Linked DNA regions of Hordeum vulgare: region 1 is linked to region 2. A link is a contact called in public Hi-C data. All regions are on one chromosome and are shown on one strand. The core of a region is the stretch at or near the end of the contact, and the rest is flanking DNA. Distances in the headings are between cores, read along the strand shown. Region 1 holds the start of LOC123448284 (myb-related protein MYBAS1-like). Region 2 holds the start of LOC123448283.

Region 1 (4,013 bases), core at 787-3,286, 250 kb before region 2:
TTCCTATTTGTTAAATGAATGATCTGCAACTTCCTCCTAATCTTATGTGCCAGTCACTTACCACCTCCCGTTATTTATCTTACTGAAGTGCTAACTTTCCTATTTGTTAAATGGATAATCTGCGACTTCCTGCTAATCTTATGTGTCGTATACAATCTAGCATTCTTTTGTTCTAGCAAAGTCTAATGCTCAGCCTTTTTAAGAGAGTTGAAGTGATAGGCCACTCACTCTGCACTAAGTCTGTCAATTCCACTCAGATCACATATGCATACAGATGTTTGTACAGCAGCCTCAGTTTGTAATTAAAAACATATGTTTTCAGGGTCCGCGTGTTTATTTGAGAAATACTTGTTCTCTTTGACGTTCCTTAGGTTCCAGAAGCCATTTTATCAAGAGCTTCAATCTCAACATCCTGTGGAAGGAAATGAGAGTGTAGTAGCAAGAACGATTTGAAGAAATAATGCTGATTCTGTACCCATTTTCCTCTTCTTTTGTTTGCACCTTGAGATACGACCATAGAATCTCATGGCCCTGTTTGTAGCTTTAGAATCAGGTGGGGGAGGATATTACAATTCCGATAGTGAAATGGTGTATAATGCACATTTGTGTCAGTCTAACATTTTTACCAAAATACCATTGGAGATTGACTGCTTTATCATGCAGATAAATTGCTCTCGCATTCCATTCTGTGAAGGGCAAGAGACATAAGCTATTTTACACACTACATAGGCACACACATCGTAAGCAGACCTGAAAATTTACAATGTTACAGTAGATTTGTAAATATTTAGATCACCCTCCATACTAATGCAAACATAGCTACTGGCAAGCATATACATGTTTATGCAGACATAGCTACATAGGTAGTGGAAATCTGTTAAGCACATATATGTATCTTAGTAACCTGACCTCGATCCTGACAGCTTGAACCTTCAATAGCAGGAACGTTCTCCATTACCATAACCAAATTGTGGAGCTAACATTTTGAGATCACCATTGTCCATCTTCCAGATTACCCCGGGAGGGCAGTAGTGATCTCCTATAGTGAATGGCAGCAGAGGAGATGGGAGATTGCTGCATGATGTATCATCAATGGGCAGCATGGCCGGTGCCTCTATCTCCTTCCATATCTGGTCCATAGAATATCCATCCATGACACTCTGGTTGCTCTTAAGTACACTTGAGAAGCAGGTAGTGCCATTATGAGTGCTGCTTTCATCCATCCTGATTATTGGTGCAGTTTCAAGGAGGCAGGATTGGTATGTAAATGATGATGAGGAGGAAGAAGGTGACATGTCTGTCTTCCTCTCCTGTGCTTTCTTCCTCATGTGTGTCCTCCAGTAGTTCTTGATCTCATTGTCCGTACGCCCTGGCAGTCTGCGTGCTATTCTAGACCACCTATACATAGAGAGGATGTTAGTGTGTTTCACCTGTTTTAGATGAAAAAAGGCTGCTTTAGTAAGATCTTCTTTTGGACCAAACCTGTTACCCCATCGAGCATGGAGCTCAATAATAAGGTGTTCCTCTTGCGGCGACATGCGCCCATGCTTGAGGCCAGGGTGGAGGTAGTTGACCCACCTGAGGCGGCAGCTTTTGCCTGTCCTGTTAAGTCCTACATGGTCATAGATAAGGTGATGTATGAAGATAGTTGGTTAGAGATAATGATATTGCGTGCTGTTTGCATCTTTGTGCCAAGGATTGCAAAAATGGCTACCTAATTTGCAGGTCTCCCACCCCTCAAACCTGAGACTTTGGCAACGAAATCCCAGCGGCGATCACCGAACAGGCGGACAGTGCATACCAGTTGCAGGTCCTCCTGCTCTGTCCATGGCCCCTTGCGCATCTCATCTTGCACTGTCACCATCACTAGCGTTGTTCGCTTCTACCTTGGATGGGCTGGGAGCCTGCCTTGTTGCTCTCCCTCCTCTGTGTGCTTGTGGGCTCCAGTTTCAGGCTTATATCCTTGATGAACTCCAGCCTGATGGGAAGAAGGTTGGTATTAGTGAAAGGAAGCCACTTTGTCTTAGTTGTGCACTGGTTTGATGGCTCTTGCCTCTCATTTATAGACAGGACAAGAAGGCTCTCGTGGGGCCTCTTTGCGTGGTGGGCCTGATATAGAGAATCATCGATGAGGTTGTCCTTGGATTAAAATTGCCTTCCCTTGTCTCTTGCTCTATGGTACAAACTGCAGAAGGGTATGGTACTACATATACTGGATTTGGATTGCATCTAACTCTTGTTTCTTGCCGGTTTACTCTATGAGTTGACTTCACCAGTTTTGATTAATAGCACACTCATGTTCCCCCAAAAAGTAGAGCAATCTGTGCATGTAAGTTGTGGTTCATTATTTTGTGTGTAGGCATATTTACGAAAATTACTTTTGAAGTGAAGGCAAAGACATGCAATTTTGTTAACTGAAATGCAAAATAAATGAAGCAAACCGTAAAACGTGATGTATTTTCATAACCATTTGTTGAGTAAGTGTATGCTTATTTCCCTTTTACTTGATTTGAAATATTTTAGTACTCATTTTCTTATGTACAGATATATGCACTTCATTTAAATAATTAGTCCAAAGGCACGACGAGCAGGTATTATTATGTTTCTCAAAAGTAGAAAGAGAAAACATAATTACTCTGGGTTCCATTTTCTATACTTCTATACAATAATTTCATGCTCTTAGCTTTAGCATCAAATTCTTTGGCAAAACAAACGGCAAGTTTGAAGTCTGAACTGGACTGTTGCGGGTGCGTGTTTCTTACAGGAACTTCGTTGGGAACCTATAATCTTTTACATCCGGATACTGCAGTTCGAGCATGCTGATACGGACCACCTCAATATTTTTGTTTCTACATGGTTCACATGCATTTTACAAATGGATCTTGACAGATCTTTATGAATCAGAAAACCCCCGATACTGTGTGTTGTTTATGGAAAATTCAATAGTATGTTCTCATTTTGGTTACTTCTTAGACTCTTAGTAGATAATAAGCTGTGAAGTATGTCTGTTGAGAATTGTTTTATGCTAGTCCATGAGTGTCCCTACTTGCTTTAGGGACATATATTCGTAGACTCGTAAGACTCACAGGCCACATATGCTAGTCTACGATCTTTACACAAATCAGGCTACATATGTAGGTTGACATAATCTTCTCTCGATTCTTCCGTATTTTATTTCTCCTGGATGTGAAAAGCATGTTTCCTTTCTGCCAGCCATTATCATTGGCATAGGGGACTTTATCTTTTCCTTTCTTTTCAGTCATTATCTCACACACAACAAAATATCTCGGGCTATACACAACTCCAACACAAAGTATGCGATTGCACGACTTGCCACTCAATACGCAATAAGAGCAAGTTTTTGTGCATCTATACTGACTACTATAGTGAGCTATGTAGTGGATATGCACTATACTGATGTTGTTTCCCTTTTAAATGCTTGGGTATTCCTTTCGTCGGATTTGGTTCATATACATAGGCCGTCTGTGCTATATTGAGACGCCCTTGGTTATTGAATATGACCAAAATGTAACTAGATACTCGATCTTGCGTAGATCCCAATTTCCACTCATTTGCTGACTTCTGTATACTACATCCGCCTTCATGGAGGCAGTAGCTAAGAAAAGTCAGGCAGGTATGTGGACAGTAGGGTCATAAGCAGTATTTTATCCTCATGGCCTAACTTCTCCATTGCTATGGAATTAATTATTTTTTTGTTTCTTTCTGGAGGTTCCCTCAGCACAAAAAGATAAATACAATTTTTCCATGACCAGGAGCAAGCCAGGAAGGCATGGAAGCAGCACTGATGTGGAGGCCACCAACCTGTCAATCTTGCAGTCCACTTTGTGCTCTACACCTTTTTATCTTGGGCATCTTTACTTCTGAAGGCTCCCCATACACTGCAGTTGTTTTCGCATCTGAGCTCTTCTCGCTTGCTTCTTCATTGGAACACTGATCAGTCATCATCAGTGTGGTGACAATTAGTAGTTCCTCTTCCTATGCCCATTGAATGC
Region 2 (3,916 bases), core at 531-3,030:
CCGTGAGCGGTTCCGCGCCCTCCTTGTCATGCCGCGGGGGAGGAAGAAGAGTCGGACGCTGCGCCGCTCCGCAGCCTTGCGGAGGGCGACGAGCGACGGCGGCAGCTTGGCGCCCGGGCGTCCCTCGAAGTTCCGGCCGAAGTTGCTGCCGAAGTCGCCGAGCAGCCTGTGGGTCGACTCCCTCACCAGGCTCGTCTGCTCCAGCAAGTTGTAATCTGCACGCACGCGGAGAAAAAATAGGGGACGGTGAGCATGGACGGAGCGGGGGACTGTACATGGGGTCGGGGGATGAATCTGCTCACCGAAGAGGAGCTGGGTGTCGTCGAAATGGGCGAGCGGGATGGGGGCACAATCAAATGATTCATCAAAGAATTTACTCATATCCCTAACATCCATTTGCATGTCTACAGCTCATAAGTAAATCAACAGACACTAGATTTCACTTCCCGAACAAAGAGGGAATTTAAAATATTTAAGGATACATTGTAGCCATCAGCGACCATATCCTCTGACATAAGTGCAAACATCAGAGCATGGGAAGAAAATTTAAATTAGCAGAGTGAGTGTAATCATCGAGCCTAGGTTTAGAAGCGCATCCTGAACTTTATCCAGAAGACCAGAACAGCCCATCGAGGGTGCAAAACACAAGTAGTGAAAATCAGATGTGCTGCCGTGTGTTTAACGTGTCAATGCAGTATTGATGGCATGCATCATAATACTAAATCCCAGAGCAACTTTGGGTTACTGGGGAACAAGTCAGATCAAGGTTGGTTTTAGTTTCGATTATTATCAAATAGAGATGTGCTGGTTTCAAATGTGTGCTTCCATATTACTGTCCCTACCACATTTGGCTATGCCAGTTCGCAATGACTACTTTTGTGTGGCATCAACATCACAACCCTGTCAATTCACACATTGCCAAACTGTAGCAGCATAGCACATTACCCTATCCAGAGTATAATTATCAGATTAGTGGAAGTGATATATGTCAGCATGTGGACTGATAGAATTGCATTATCTGATTGCCATGTCGTTATATACACAACAGATACAGGAAGCACTGGAGCTAAATCACCACCTAGACAAGGAGCTATCCATAAACTATTGCCGTGACAGCAATTTCGACCCCCAACATACGGTGACTGTGCTCTGTGCAAGCAGCTAATCCAAAAGATCACCCGCTCGCTGGTTCATGCCAATCACCCCATCCCTTCACAAATCACAATCAAGCACCTATTTGAACCGAACCTGAAAAGGCGGAAAGGGAATTCCTACTTCCGGAAAAGAGAGACGAATGCACAAGCAGTCAAGCACCACCACCACGAGCACAAATCAGCTACTCCAGTTCGGGCACTAGGCGAGCGGCAGTCTCGTCTATGCGAAGCAATCGTGAGGAGGAGAGCGGAAGAGGGGAAGGGGGGAGGACGTACGGGCGGACGAAGGGGCGCAACGCGGCGTAGCGCTGGTACCAGTCGTAGGGTGCGCCGCCCTCCTCCACATAGCGCGCGTCCCAGTACCCCGCCTCCCCGTAGCTGAACACCGCGCCGCCGCCGCTCCCGGTGCCGTCGCTCCTGGTGTCCCCCTCCTTCTCCGCCCCGCGAGGCGACAGCGGCGGCGACGACGACGACATCGCCCGGGGAAGGCGGGGGGCGCGGGCGAGAGGTGGATCTGGGCTGCGGGGAAGATCGGATGCCATAGGTCGTGGGGAGAGAGAGATGGGGATCGCCAGGAGAGATGTGGTCGTGGGGGAGAGAGAGATTATCTTTCACTTTTTTTTTTCTCGGTTCTTTTCACTTTGGGCAGCCAGCCTATCACATGTGAGGCCACGGATCACTCTGTGAAACAGATCCTGGCCATCCACTCCTCCTACATCCAACGTTTCAAAACTCTCCCCTCATCCAACACACACTTCTTTCACTTTTCTCTTCTTTTTTTCAATTGGTAGAACTTAATGACCAATTTATGCAATAGTATCATGACCTAATGGACACAAAAGGTCATAACATTATGGGCTTTGGACCCTCTTATACTTGCCATGACTAATTTCGGAATTTTGGTCATGGATCAATGACCAATTAAACCACCTTCATTATTTTTGGTCGTAATTGAGCATTTTTCTTGTAGTGAACCAAATAATAAAGAGTCTCTTGTGTCCCCAACACACCCAATACGATGGTAAATTGCATAGGTGCACTAGTTCAGCAAATATATGGTGACACAACTGTAATATGGATGGTAGAAATATGTTTTAATAATCTAAATAAATAAAAACATCAAGGTAGAAATTCAAAAAACTTAGCACAAACGGTATTGCAATGCTTGAAAATGAGGCCTAGGGTCCATACTTTCGCTAGTGCAATCTCTCAATAATACTAATATAATTGGATCACACAACAATCCCTCAACGTGTGATGAAGAATCACTCCAAAGTTCCTACCTAGCGGAGAACATAAGAAGAAATTGTTTGTAGGGTACGAAAAACCTCAAAGTTATTCTTTGTGATCGATCTATCCACGAGTTCGTACTAAAATAACACAAGTTATCCTTTCCGATCGATCTATCTAAGAGTTCGTACAAAAATAACACGAAAACAAATTCAGATTCATAATACTCAATACAACACAAAGAACCTCAAAGAGTGCCCCAATATTTCTACTAGAGAAACAAAGACGAGAACGTGCATCAACCCCTATGCATAGATTACCCCAGTGTCACCTTGGGAATCCGCGAGTTCAGTGCCTAACCCTATATCAAGTGAATCAATATGATATCTCATTGTCACCACGCGTATTCATAGCAAGACATAAATCAAGTGCTCTCAAATCCATAAAAGTATTCAATCCAATAAAATGAATTCTCAAAGGGAAAACTCAATTCACCACCACAAAATAGAGAGGGAGAAACAACATATGATCCAACTATATTAAGAAAGCACGCAATACATCAAGGTTGTGCCATCTCAAGAACATGAGAGAGAGAGATTAAACACATAGCTACTGGTATAAACCCCCACCCCCGAGGGTGGAATACTCCCTCCTCATCATGGTGTCCATAGGGATCATGAAAATGGCCTTCAGTGATGATCTCCCCCTTTTGCAGGGTGCCAGACCGGGCTTCCAATTAGTTTTTTTATGGCTACAGAGGCTTGTGGCGGTGGAACTTCTCATCTAGGGTTATTTCTCAAGGTTTCTCTATTTATAGGAATTTTTGGCATTGGAATCACGCCAAGATGGGCCACGAGGTGCCCACTACCCACCAGGTCGTGCCACGGGGGCAGTCGCGCCCTGGTGTCTAGTGTGCAGCCTGGGCGTCCTCTGGTTGGCTTCCTTGTTCCGGTGGATGTCTTATGGGCAGAAAAAATCTCCAAAATGTTTTGTGACATTTGGACTGCTTTTGATATTGTTTTTTTGCAAAGTAAAAAACAAGGAAAAAACAACAACTGTCAATGGGCACTATGCCAATAGGTTAGTCCCAAAAATGATATAAAGGTGCTATAAAATGATTGTAGAACATCCAAGAATGATGATATAATAACATGGAACAATCAAAAAAATATAGATAAGTTGGAGACATATCAGCATCCCCAAGCTTAATTTAGGTTCATCCTCGAGTAGGTAAATTTTTGATGTGGAATGTTGCCTAACATGTTCATCATATTATTATCTTTTATAGCATGGACATGTGGAATTGGAGATGATTCAAAGCAATAGTCTATAATTTCACATGAAAACTTTAATACTCATGCATATCAACAAGCAACGAAGTCTTTCAAAATATCAGCATTAAAGAATGATATCCCTAGCCCATTTGCTCAATTATTGATGAATTCATGCAACACACCCAAATATTAGCTACATCCAATGCTCAAGTATGATAACAGTGTTCCGTAGTTGGTGCCTTATAAGAGAAGATGAGA

Evidence for each region. Hi-C and Micro-C count contacts between places; a contact is called where the count stands out from the background.
Region 1: a Hi-C map of leaf shows a contact between it and region 2, with 4 times the contacts expected there. The contact joins the promoter of LOC123448284 here to the promoter of LOC123448283 in region 2. A contact is called at or near these places in 3 of 6 Hi-C or Micro-C datasets (leaf and seedling).

The regions. Positions count from the first base shown.
Region 1 is chr4H:164,228,788-164,232,800 of MorexV3_pseudomolecules_assembly, reverse strand. It overlaps LOC123448284 (myb-related protein MYBAS1-like), which reads right to left and starts at 2,036. Exons shown (of 3, transcript XM_045125137.1): 1 at 1,744-2,036; 2 at 1,483-1,612; 3 at 659-1,398. The coding sequence starts at 1,864. The coding sequence ends at 933. It overlaps LOC123448285 (a long non-coding RNA gene), which reads left to right and starts at 2,442. Exons shown (of 2, transcript XR_006631649.1): 1 at 2,442-4,013.
Region 2 is chr4H:163,978,846-163,982,761 of MorexV3_pseudomolecules_assembly, reverse strand. LOC123448283 reads right to left here and starts at 1,780. Exons shown (of 4, transcript XM_045125136.1): 1 at 1,431-1,780; 2 at 303-385; 3 at 1-215. The coding sequence starts at 1,696.